Regions from separate parts of the Mus musculus genome. Here regions 1 and 3 are each linked to region 2. Evidence: chromatin contacts called from public promoter capture Hi-C data. All regions are on one chromosome and are shown on one strand. Each heading gives the region's core, a stretch centred on a gene start, on an enhancer-like site or on the middle of the called end of the contact. The rest is flanking DNA. Distances are from core to core; before and after follow the strand shown. Region 1 overlaps Vps13b (vacuolar protein sorting 13B). Region 2 holds the start of Fbxo43 (F-box protein 43). Region 3 overlaps Gm46515 (a long non-coding RNA gene).

Region 1 (3,605 bases), core at 943-3,442, 550 kb before region 2:
CTACTTTACCTATAATACAGTATAAAATTCTAAGATGTTATATAGTCTATGCTTCTACTTATAAATACATTGCACATTAGATAAATTACTAGAACAGTAAAAGAAATATTTTTCTTTCAGTTATGATATTTATGAATGCTAAATTTTTAGTCAAGCCTGCATCCTTTAAAATATATCTCATGTGCTTTGAGAGCCACACAAGGAATATGTAGAAATATGCCTGATTTCCATCCACAGAATTTCTGACTAAGTACTTCTAACATAGCACCAGAAGCCTGATTCATTAGCATGCTCCATCACCATTAATTCTGGTGTGAGTTGCCACCACACAAAAACATCCATATTATTCTCCTCTCTCATTTCATAGCCAGGTTTCTTCTTATGCTTACAATGTATGAAAAGTATAGAAGTATATTATAGTAACTACAAATACTAAAGTTAAATTATTTAAGTAGCATGTAAATCATTTACTACCTTAGTCTCTGAGATCCTACCTTTGTTATGTTGTGCTATATTTCAGATTGAAATTTTAAATAATTTTTTATTTGTATTCATTAATTGTGTAATTTTGTTGGTCTCATTTTTCTGTTTTGTTCCCTTATAGGTGATGCATTTCCTTGGACCATAAGCTTGCATCATTTCAGCATATATACCCTTCTTGGAAAGCAAGTGACTCTTTCCCTTGTGGAGCCTATGGGATGTACCTCTACTCTAGCAGTCACATCTCAAAAGCTGCTTCCTGTGGGACCCGATGGAAGGCATTCATTTGTTGTCTGTCTTCATGTTGACTTAGAGTCATTAGAGATAAAATGCTCTAATCCCCAGGTTGGTACACTTCATTCTAAATGCTAAATTTTTTTTAATGTTTATTTGTTTTATTAAAAGACTTCTCTTCCTTTAAATACCCTACCTTTTTGTCCTTAAACCTTGCCATCAACATTGCGATGATTAGATGAAGAATGGCTTTAAAATTCTATCAAGTTTTATAGTAAGAATTGTATTGATGAATATATAAATTCATCTTTTGGCTGGTGGAATAAAATCAGTTATAGATGTGCTGGTTTGAAATTCTGAGGAACTATTTCTTTTATTGTTGGGCTGGAGGATGTACTTAAGTGACCAAATATAATTTTTAATCAGATTCTCAGAGCCCCCTTTCAAATCTTGCTCATTTACACCTAAAGAGAACACTTATTAAAAGTTGCCACTTCCATAACATTTCAGCTGTGATATGCCAGTCACGTTGTATTCTGCCTCATTACAATTACTATGAATTCATATCACCTGGTTTTGTGTACATCATTAATTATCATAAAATTTACATTTTTAACTTCAAATATACTATTGTATATTTTCCACATAGTCAATGTTGAATCCTATTTTAAAAATAATCTCCTGTAGCATATTATTGAATCTGATCGGCCAATGGTCATAAATTCATAGTACATATATCTATTCCAGCTTTAATAGTTATCAACCAGGCCAGATTTTGAAGTATTTAAAAAAATTAATTTCCACTATCATTCCATATTATAGAAGTTCCTTTCCAGTACAATGCAGCTCTCCCCACCTGCCTCTTTTTAAACATTCACCCATCCATCCATACATGATCTATCTATCTATCTATCTATCTATCTATCTATCTATCTATCTATTTATCTATCAACCATCTGTCTATTTATCATCATCTATCTATCTATCATCTGTCTATTTATTGAGGTGTTTATAGGAGTTATTTCTGTCCTTTAAGCATGTGGGTATTGAAAATGAAATTCAGGTTATCGGTCTTGGTTGCAAGTTTCTTTATGCACAAAATCATGCTGTGGATACTCTCTCTACTTCTTTCTGTTATATGCTATATAATTTGGTTTCATAGTGTTGTTTTTTACCACGCTAGTTGGCTGCGTGAACCTGGGAGAGCAGGGACTAAAAATGAGGCTGACTACTACAGTATCATGCAGCAGCCAAGTTTATTCAGAGCATCAGGCAGTTTATACTCTGAGGGTTAAGAAGAGTCACCGGAGTAAAGTGTGTAATCACAAGGACAAGACACACATGGCAAAAACATGTTTTCTTACAGAGGCATATAAACAAAAAACAACTGAAATAGACTCCCCTATACCTGGGAGGATCAGGCAAACACATTCCAAGAATTCCAAGAATGTCTGTGTTTTTTTGATGAAACTGAGGTCAAAAGACTCATGTTAAAACAAGCACTCAGAACTCCCCTCCATGACTCCATGCTTGGACTGTGTTCCAGCAGTGCTATAGAGAATTCTGACCATCTCTTAGGTTGCTATTAGAATGCTAGTGCTATTGGCTGCTTTAAAATCCTTGTAAGAGTAAAAGAAACTGTTAAATTATGTCCCTTGGGGCAGGGTGGAGTGGGATGTTGTCCTATCCCTCTTTATCTTTGAATGTGATCTTGCATCTAGTAAAAGTGTCCAGAGGAGAAAAAAGAAGCCGTTAGAATGAGCACTAATTAAGTCCACTTAAAAAGCAAGGTTTGAGGCCAGGCGTGGTGGCGCACGCCTTTAATCCCAGCACTTGGGAGGCAGAGGCAGGTGGATTTCTGAGTTCGAGGCCAACCTGGTCTACAGAGCGAGTTCCAGGACAGCCAGGGCTACACAGAGAAACCCTGTCTTGAAAAACCAAAAAAAAAAAAAAAAAACCAAAAAACAAAAAAAAAAACAAACCAAGAGAGGTTTGGATACAGATACCTATATATAGGCAGACAGTAATGTGAGGGTCTGTGGAACAAGTGCTGTGCGTTTGTGGGAGCAGAACTTTGAAAGTGCAGATACAGACCTTACGACACTCAGGTCTCAGATTCTACTCTGTCTCAGATGGTATATTACAGTGCTGATACAATGATTTATTCATATGTGACACAAACATTTCTTTTTTGTCTTAAGGCACCATTGATGGCACCTGGTTCCTTAAGTTCTACAAAATAGAACAGGAAAGAACAGATTCAGCTTTTCTCAAAGAGTTTCCTGGCTTTCCATCACCATGACAATAGTCTAGATAAGACAAAATAAAATACAACAATTTTTAAAAGTGATGATGCTTGGCTTGACCTAAGAGTAAGAGCCTGGTACTGTGTCACTTCTCAAACTCTGGAATTAATTCCTTTTCTCTTCCTAAACAGGGAACTGTCTTCTTATTACTCTTTTCTTGTTGCTCAGAGTTTGTACATAGCTGACTTGGGCAACTCTTTCTTTCTTCTCTGTACCCTACCTACTCCTTTTATAAAATCAGGCATTTTTGTCCTCAGCTGGTTCCTTGATCTTTATATAGACAGATTAGGTGTTAGATAAAGTCATGAGCGTGAGTGTCCATTTCCTGTTCTAGAACACAGTAGACATCCATTTCCTATTCTTGATCTGAGTGGGTATCCATTTCATGTACTAGATCCCAATAGGTATCTGTTTCATGGGCTAGATTCTTGTTGAGTACTAATTGCTTATTCTAGATCTAAGACGGTATCCATTTCATACTCTAAATCTCAGAGATAAGCTTCCTCTTTGGGTCCATCATTAATGATACGATTTTCTTCATTTCTGAATATTTAAGGAATTAAAAATATATATTTTGAATATTTA
Region 2 (3,951 bases), core at 1,259-3,758:
TCTGCTCCATAGGTTGTTTGGCTACCACAGGAGCCCAGAAGTTCAGGACATGTATTCTCATCACTAACACTTAAACTGCTGTCACTAAAGTGTGTGATAGAATCTTTAAAATCATTGCCTTCAATTGGAGACAGACATTCCACTTCAAACAAGCCACAGTTGTCTTTGGAATCTTCAATGGTGGAAGTCTTGTGCTGAGAAAAATGTAACCTTGAGTTCTGACTGTTGGAAACCACATCCTCTGTTTTTATCGTGCTGGTAACTAATGGGCTAAAGTTGTCTTCCTTTGGGAAACCTGAAGTGCTACCTGGCAAATGTTTTTCTAGGCTAACACCTTGGCTTATGTTACTTTCCAGAGATCTGCTTTGTGAATCAGAATCCCCCTTCAGAAGAGGGAAAGAAAAGTCTAGCCGCCTGCGTAATGTGCATTTTTTCCTTCTGAGTTTAGGAGTCTCACAAAGTTCTGGGCTTTTATCCTTTTCCTTCCTTAGGGACACAGACTTCATTATTTGACTGGGAGATACTGCAGAATTGGGGGAACCTAAACTTGGAGTTTCAGGATGCTCACAGGTTAGCATAGGCTCTTCTTCTTTCTTATTAAGGCTGCAAGATTCTGACAGCTCGTGATGGCCCCTATATTTAAAGGAGGATGTGGAACAAAAGTCTATGAGGCTGAGACCCTTGACAGTGACAGCAGAGGAGTCCATATTGCTTCCTGCTCTGTGGCTGGCTGAGTGCCTTTGGGATATCTTCAAGCTCTCTGTTTTTACCAAGTAGATACAAGTTTATTCTTCCTTTGTGATGTGCAGCCAAGCAACTTATAACAAAATATATAATTTGTGTTAAATATAGATAATAGGAAATTATGTGATTTTTTTCAAGTTACTTAAAAACAAATTTTCATAATAAACTGTCCTAAATGTCCTACTTAAAATACCACCTTGCTATAAACTGTATTATATTCTGATTACTTGACAACCATAGGCAAAGCACCAAGCACAAATATTTACTTGAACTATTCTTAACAAAAACATACCAGCCTTATTTTCAGATTATTTTGTTACTGTATGATTTTAGTTAGCAAGTGTATATTCGGTTGCAACATTCTAATGTCTCTGTGTTCAGTTATTTCCTTTCAAAGCTCACCAGGCGAGGCTGGGGCTGCGGCTCAGAGGTCAAGAGCTTTTGCACTGCTCTCACCAGATACCCAGGCTCGGTTCCCAGCTCACATCCTCATGTTCAATAGTGTCTCTATGTATGTCTCTATGGGCACTGTACTCATGCACATACACAGACATACATAATTAAAAATAAATCAGAAAAAAACCACTATGTTTTTTCTTTTTAACATTTATTTGTGGGTGACACACATGCAAACATAGCATGCCATAGAAGTCATTTCTCTCGTTCGGCCACATGGACTTAGACATGTATGGTATGTAAGTTAAATATGTAGTTTAAATATTACAAAATAACCTGCTACAAAAACCACAAGATCCGAGGCTCACTGCTATAAAGCAAAGTGATTTTTAAGCCTCTTCCGCTTTTGGGCAGTTTTGACTTCTGATCCCCTGTGCTTATGACTAACTTCTGCGCATGCCTGGTAGGACAAGATGATTAAGCTCTGCTTTCTACAAATTGCTCCAAATAGTAAGTTACAATGTTTCCTCTCATAAATCACTTTCTCCTGAAAAAATATTAATTCAATCAATTTGCGAAAGTTAGAGCATGTGCATTTACTGTATTGTATTGAATTTTATTCCATGTGAAATTTATTCTAAAAGTGACCTGTTCTGCCACTTCACCACTAGGTGCCTCACCAGCATAAGATTTGGGAAATGGAAGCTAAAAACCGTTGGGAATAAAGTAGGAGCCCTGATACACGCTCCCTACTTGGGAAAACCAGAGACTCTGTCGCTGCCTTCATCCTCATCTTGCTTATACACCAAAATGCCTGCTTCAAACTTTGAAAATTATTCATGCAACCACAGGCTGATGAATCAAACAAACCTTTTGATGGCAAAAAAAAAAAAAAGTTCTGATAAATCACTCAGAACTCCTATCTACAAAGACTTACGCAAAATAAAAAAAAATAAAAATAAAAAAAAAAGACTTACGCCCTATACAAGTCAGAAAACTGCTTCGTTAAACCGATGCTCTCATTAAAGTGGAATATCTTACCACCAGTCAACCTTGAGTTCTTAAGACATGTCAAAGTAAGGTAGGCTTCCAAACAACAAAGTCTGTCATCTTTGCCTTTAAAGTTCATGCCGAGGTACCACCACTTAAGAGAAAAACCTCAACAATTAACGGAGCCCGGAGCAGCGCCGGGACGGCTTCAGGAGGGGCAGCGGCTGGGAAGGTCAAGTCGCTCGGAATCTCTCCGCCCCGCAGCAGCCGCACTCTCCGGCCTCTCTCCAGCCAGTCTTGGACCTGGGGGAATCTCCCGACTAGAGACCAGAGATGCCCCCCCACCGGAGCTGCCGAGCCGTCTGCTGCGGGCGGGACTAACGGTCGTCACCCGGACGTGCGGGCGGGCGTGCGGGCGGGAGACGCCCCTGGGAGGAGGGCGGAGCGGCTGCGGGCCGGCGCACCTGGGCCGCGCCGCCCACCTGAGCCGGGAGCCTCGGCCGAGCCCGCCCCTGCCACCTTTCCCCGCCCAGGGCACCACCCTCCCCACCTTCCGTCTGAGCGCTCGCCCCGCCTCCCCGCCCTCATCCCTTCGCAGCTCCGCCCTGCTCCATCCAGCTCTCTGTTGGTCCCTGCATCACTGCGTGCGACCAGACTGGAGGGACGCATCGGTTAGAAAACCTGCAGTGCCAGGCATCATCCCTGGAAGTGTTTCGCCCGATGTACAAAGTCAAAGAATCCTATCAACAGCTTTGGATAGTAAAGGCGTAAATACAGCATAAGGACGGAGAGGTTGACTTCCTAACTATTTGATTTTGGGTTAAGAGAGTGGCAGTGGTCCCTGGGAGTCCACTTGAACTTGTTAGGTAGCCAAGACTGTCCTGGAACTCCTGATTTTCCTGCCTTCATCTTCCAATGGCTAGGATTACAGGAGTGCCCCAATAAACCCAGCAACACCCCCCAACTTTGGTTTTGGTTTTGTGTGTGTGTGTGTGTGTGTGTGTGTGTGTGTGTGTGTGTGTGTGTGTGTGTGTTTAAGACCGTGTCACATGAAGTCCAGGCTGGACTTGAACTCCCGATCCTCCTCATTCCACCTTCCAAGTTCTGGCGTGTGCCACCACACCTGGTTAATGATTTTTTTTAAAAATAGTTTATGATTTTGCCCTCGTTTCTACAGTGAACAAATATATAAATTTTGTGAATAGACAAAAAAGAAAAAAGTTGTGAGTCACACCTCTATAGTCTCTGCAGTCAGGAGGCAGAGGATCTCCATAGAGACCAGCCATGTCTACATACCAAGTTTCAGGTCAGCCTAAGCTACATAGCCACTGACCTGAAAAAAAAAAAAAAAAAACCAACAAAACAAAAGTTATGAATAAATGAGTGACTGTGTTTATTGGTTTCAGACATTCCTTTTTAGGGATCAGAAACAGCCAAGAACCTATCACACCAAATACATTTAAAGTCTTGGCTTTCATTCAGTGTTCCAAGAATGCACAGCCTGACCCCCATCGCCTGTCTAGCTGGTCTTCTCCGAGCAGAGACTCTTTTCTTCCTGGGACCACTGCAACAAGACATTCCACCTAGGCAGTGTTCAAAGTTTTATCTTCTCCAAATTGACACAGGTCTCAATCAGAACCTCAGCTGCCACCTTTAAGCTAGTAACAACCACTACCCTCTTCTCTGAGGATTCTCCTTAGCGTTGACAAATAGGCTTAAAATACCCAAACTCAAAAGTAAGCTCAAGCTACATGCTATTCATGCAAAGATGAACAGGGCACAGTTTCTTAATGAGGCTTGTTTATAAACAGGTGAGAGTGC
Region 3 (3,743 bases), core at 1,142-3,641, 520 kb after region 2:
CTTTCCTCCTAAGGAAGAACTGGTATATCCCCTATTCATTCATATATGAGCGTGGGCATCAATACACAAGATGAGTCAATCTTTTGTCATTATAACATCAATATCATCTACAGAGTTCACAATAGAGGATCACGCAGCTGAGTTGCAAGAAAGATCTCTCTCTCTCACACACACACACACACACACACACACACACTAGTGTTTAAAGTAAGCTTACAATTGCATTCACGGCTATCCTGGGGTACATGAGGCCTGTGAGCCTCTGGCAAATTCAGGAAGGGGTACAAAGGACGATAGTAAGAGGGGTGCAAAGCTGAGGGTGTGGGAGCAGAGCTGCGAATTACCTGGGAGCATCTGGACAATGGGGAGAAGAAGAAACTGAGAAGTCTAATTTCTTCATGTCATAGCGTTTGAGAGATTCTGAAATATTGTGTGGAGGTTCTCATCTTCCTTTTTGTACTTACCATACTACAAAGGACACGCCAAGCTCAGAGGGACATCGGGTCTCTGTTGTGGCATCTCCAACAGTCCACAAAAGAGCAAAAGCTGTCATGGTGGAGAACAAGTTGAAATGTTGCACTATTAGCCAGCTCTAATTTATGTTCTAGTGACAACTTGGCTTTAGTTCTTCTCTTCTTAAAAATATGTAATAGGTATGTATGTATGTATGTATGTATGTATATGTACGTGTATGTATTATATGTATGTATGTATAGTGTGTGTGTGTGTGTGTGTGTGTGTGTGTGTGCGTGCATGCACATGGGTGCTTACATACCACATCATGTGTATAGAGGTCAGAAAAGACCATGCAGGAGTCAGTTCTCTCCTTTCACTATGTTGATTCCAGAAACCTACTGACCCATATTTCCCATCTTTTCTTTTCTTTTTTCTTTCTTTGTGTTGCTGGGAATCAAAATCAGTTCTGCACCAACGCTAGGCAACCACATTAACACTGAGTCACACACCTAGCCCTTATTAGGGTTATTTGATTGATTATTCACTCTATTGTCTGTTCTTGGGTCCAACCAAGACTCCCATTTCAAGAGGATTCTGCACCACTTCTTATTGTATCACTTACACGTCCATGCCTGCCTAAGCTGGGACTTACACGTGTGTGGGGAGGGAGTGGGGCGTGTGTGTGTGTGGGGTGCACACACACGCTTATACTGTGTTGTTTAAATTTAATTTCATTTGTTTTAGCAAGGTTTTGCTATGTAGCTCTGACTGTCATCAAACTCATGGTAACTCTCTCACCTCAGATTTCCAAGTCTAGGGTTACAAACATGTATGCCCACAACAGTCCATGTTTGTCTTCTTTAAGGAAAACTGAAATGTGGCAAGAATGTGTCTACACACTGGAGTACATCCGAGCCCATACCCCTTCAGTAAGAAGTGTATTTTGGCACATTCCCCCAGATCACTGGGCGCACTCCTAGGCACCCCCTGTCACAGGCAGGTCACATTTGTACAGAGCACCTGCTTCACCTCTCATGGATCAGCTGGGAAGTGCTGGATTGTCGCCTTGAGAAACTAGCCCTCAGCACAAAGAGATGAGGGGCTCCTGAGATGTGCAGAGGCCCTTCAGAAGTTAATCCTGTTTCCTCAACGGCATCTCCTCCAAAGATTTATTAGTATGCTTTGAATCCTTTCTACCTGACAAAGCAGCTTAAGCAAGAGAGGGCTCATTCTGGCTCACAGCTTGAGGAATAGAGTCTGTCCATCATGGCGCAGGGATGCAAGGTGGCTTGGCAGACTGCATCCAGTCAGGAAGCAGGGAGGAGGGAGGGAGGGTGCTGCTCACCTGGCTTTCCCCTTTCCTGTTAGTCAGCCCTGCCTCAGGGGGTGCTGCCACCCACCTCAGTTAAACCTCTGTGGAAACAGTGTCACAGAAACATCCAGCCTTATGTCTCCTAGCAGAGTCTCTCTATAGTCAAGTTGACAGAAAAGATGGAGCCACCACACCTTATCTGTCTCGTTTACTGAGGTAAGTGGACAGATGTCATCACACTCTACCCCATACCCTATCTAGAGCAGCCCTGCGTCTAATAGCTGAGGGCTAATTAGACTTCTTGGCCCTTTTGAAGAATGTCTCCATAAAGGATTTCTGGGAAGTTTACAAAACAACGCCACCTCCCCTCCCCCCTCGTGACAGGTGAGGCGGAAGCTTGATGAAGCCAGAGGCTGAGTCACAGCATCGACCGACCGACCGAGCTTCTCTCCCGGGGGTTAAGCTCCACCTCACGCACTTCCTGGAAAGGCTCCGTTCATTAACAACTTCCTATTGTGTAAACTTTGCTCCCAGGTTTCAGGTGTTTCCCCAGAACGAAGGAGCTCATTTCTCTGTAGAGAAGCTTAACAAGATGACTACTCCGGAACACCCAGGTGCCACGCCCCACCACGCCCCACTTCCCTCCCATCTCCTGCCCAGTTTGTGACCTGGCCCTGTATTTTACCTGCCTTGGTGTTAGCCACTGTCATGATGGCCAGCTTCGGTGACTGTGTTCCTTTATCTTCCCAAGTGGCCCCCAGTTCTCTCCTTGGAGCTCTCCCTCTGCCCTGCCCTCTTCTAACTGGAGAACTGGAAATACCACTGCTCCCTCCATCAGACTTAGCCCTCAAAGTCCTTAGGGGTTTACACGGATAAGGGTAAAGCGCAGATGCTCCGCAAATGAGAAAACAGAAGGATTCCGATTCATCACTACGTCCCAGTCTAAAACAACTGCTTCTGTTACCAACTGGCTTTTATTTCTCTCCACGGTTTGAATGGCAACCGGGATGAATATGCTTTTAAAAGACAAGTGAGAGAGAAAGTAAGCTTGGTTTCCATCTCTCTGGTGTAGATAGTAAGCGATGAATGCATTCTTTAAAAATATTTGTAAACGTGCCCAGGGGTTAGTGAATAAAGAACACCGTTTGATGTGGCAAATAATACCAGCATTGTGTGTCCTTCCAGAGTTCCCTGAGCTCAAGCCTAAGCTGGAGTTGTTTTCTCTGATATACTAAAAGATGGCATCAAATACAAGGCAGAGAGGATGGCTATGACCTAGAAAAGTCACATTTACAAGCAAATAAAAGGACTCCTCAGTTATCTGTAGGTAACTGAACATTTAGGAAAAATGTTTATACACAGCTATACCAAGACACAACGATCCAACTTCTCAGACCCCTGTCAAACAAAAGCCAGAACATTTGAAAAGGAAGAAGCATGTGAAAAGGGAGGAGCATTTGAAAAGGGAGGAGCACTTCAAATGGGAGGAGCATTTGAAAAGGGAGGAGTACTTGAAAAGGAAGAACTTTTGAAAGGTAGAGCAGAGCAAGCAAGGGTCAGATTACAGAGATGGCAACTGAAAAAGAAGTAAAAATAAACATGTTGAAAGCATCATTTGAGCTGGTCGTGGTGGCACACACCTTTAATCCTAGCACTCGGGAGGCAGAGGGAGGTGGATTTCTGAGTTTGAGGCCAGCCTGGTCTACAAAGTGAGTTCCAGGACAGCCAGAGCTATACAAAGAAACCCTGTCTCGAAAAGCCAAAAAAAAAAAAAAAAAAAAAAAAAAGAAAGAAAGAAAGAAAGCATCATTTAAGAATGAGCACATGTCAATTAAAAATAAAATAAATCTTAAAGAAGACCGTAACTGTATGACTCATGAAGAAGAGGTGAGGTCTCATGAATCCACTTTTGTAGAGTAAGGAGGGCTATAGTGGGCCACTTAGGTCTTCAGCCATCCCCTGAGGTGGGGTGTGG

Evidence for each region. Promoter capture Hi-C pulls out the DNA fragments that hold promoters and counts their contacts.
Region 1: a promoter capture Hi-C map of embryonic stem cells shows a contact between it and region 2, with 3 times the contacts expected there. The contact joins the enhancer-like site here to the promoter of Fbxo43 in region 2. A contact is called at or near these places in 9 of 39 promoter capture datasets (the C10 cell line, cranial neural crest, embryonic stem cells and 4 more), 1 of 484 Hi-C or Micro-C datasets (embryonic stem cells), 1 of 115 datasets of contacts at active chromatin or transcription factors (extraembryonic endoderm stem cells) and 1 of 9 other capture datasets (adipose tissue).
Region 3: a contact with region 2 is called in a promoter capture Hi-C map of hematopoietic stem and progenitor cells, with 4 times the contacts expected there. The contact joins the enhancer-like site here to the promoter of Fbxo43 in region 2. A contact is called at or near these places in 14 of 39 promoter capture datasets (the HPC-7 cell line, HPC-7-derived erythroid cells, cranial neural crest and 9 more), 13 of 484 Hi-C or Micro-C datasets (ECoMG myeloid progenitors, the G1E-ER4 cell line, cerebellar granule neurons and 7 more), 7 of 115 datasets of contacts at active chromatin or transcription factors (bone marrow-derived macrophages, effector CD8 T cells, embryonic forebrain and 4 more) and 2 of 9 other capture datasets (liver and pancreatic islet).

Annotation. Positions count from the first base shown.
Region 1 is chr15:35,616,994-35,620,598 of GRCm38.p6, forward strand. Vps13b (vacuolar protein sorting 13B) reads left to right here. Exons shown (of 62, transcript NM_177151.4): 24 at 605-825. Among named protein-coding and RNA genes, the nearest start is that of Mir599, 42 kb to the right of the region's middle. Within about 2 kb of position 2,193, at least 4 of the 459 cell types and tissues checked have an H3K27ac peak or open chromatin away from gene starts, as enhancers often do. A contact at or near this core is called in embryonic stem cells, where this site is marked.
Region 2 is chr15:36,162,353-36,166,303 of GRCm38.p6, forward strand. It overlaps Fbxo43 (F-box protein 43), which reads right to left and starts at 2,509. Exons shown (of 5, transcript NM_001081253.2): 1 at 2,118-2,509; 2 at 1-817. The coding sequence starts at 707.
Region 3 is chr15:36,686,255-36,689,997 of GRCm38.p6, forward strand. Gm46515 (a long non-coding RNA gene) reads right to left here. Exons shown (of 3, transcript XR_001781660.1): 2 at 465-546. Among named protein-coding and RNA genes, the nearest start is that of Gm46515, 7.6 kb to the right of the region's middle. Within about 2 kb of position 2,392, at least 110 of the 459 cell types and tissues checked have an H3K27ac peak or open chromatin away from gene starts, as enhancers often do. A contact at or near this core is called in ECoMG myeloid progenitors, embryonic stem cells, epiblast stem cells and 3 more, where this site is marked.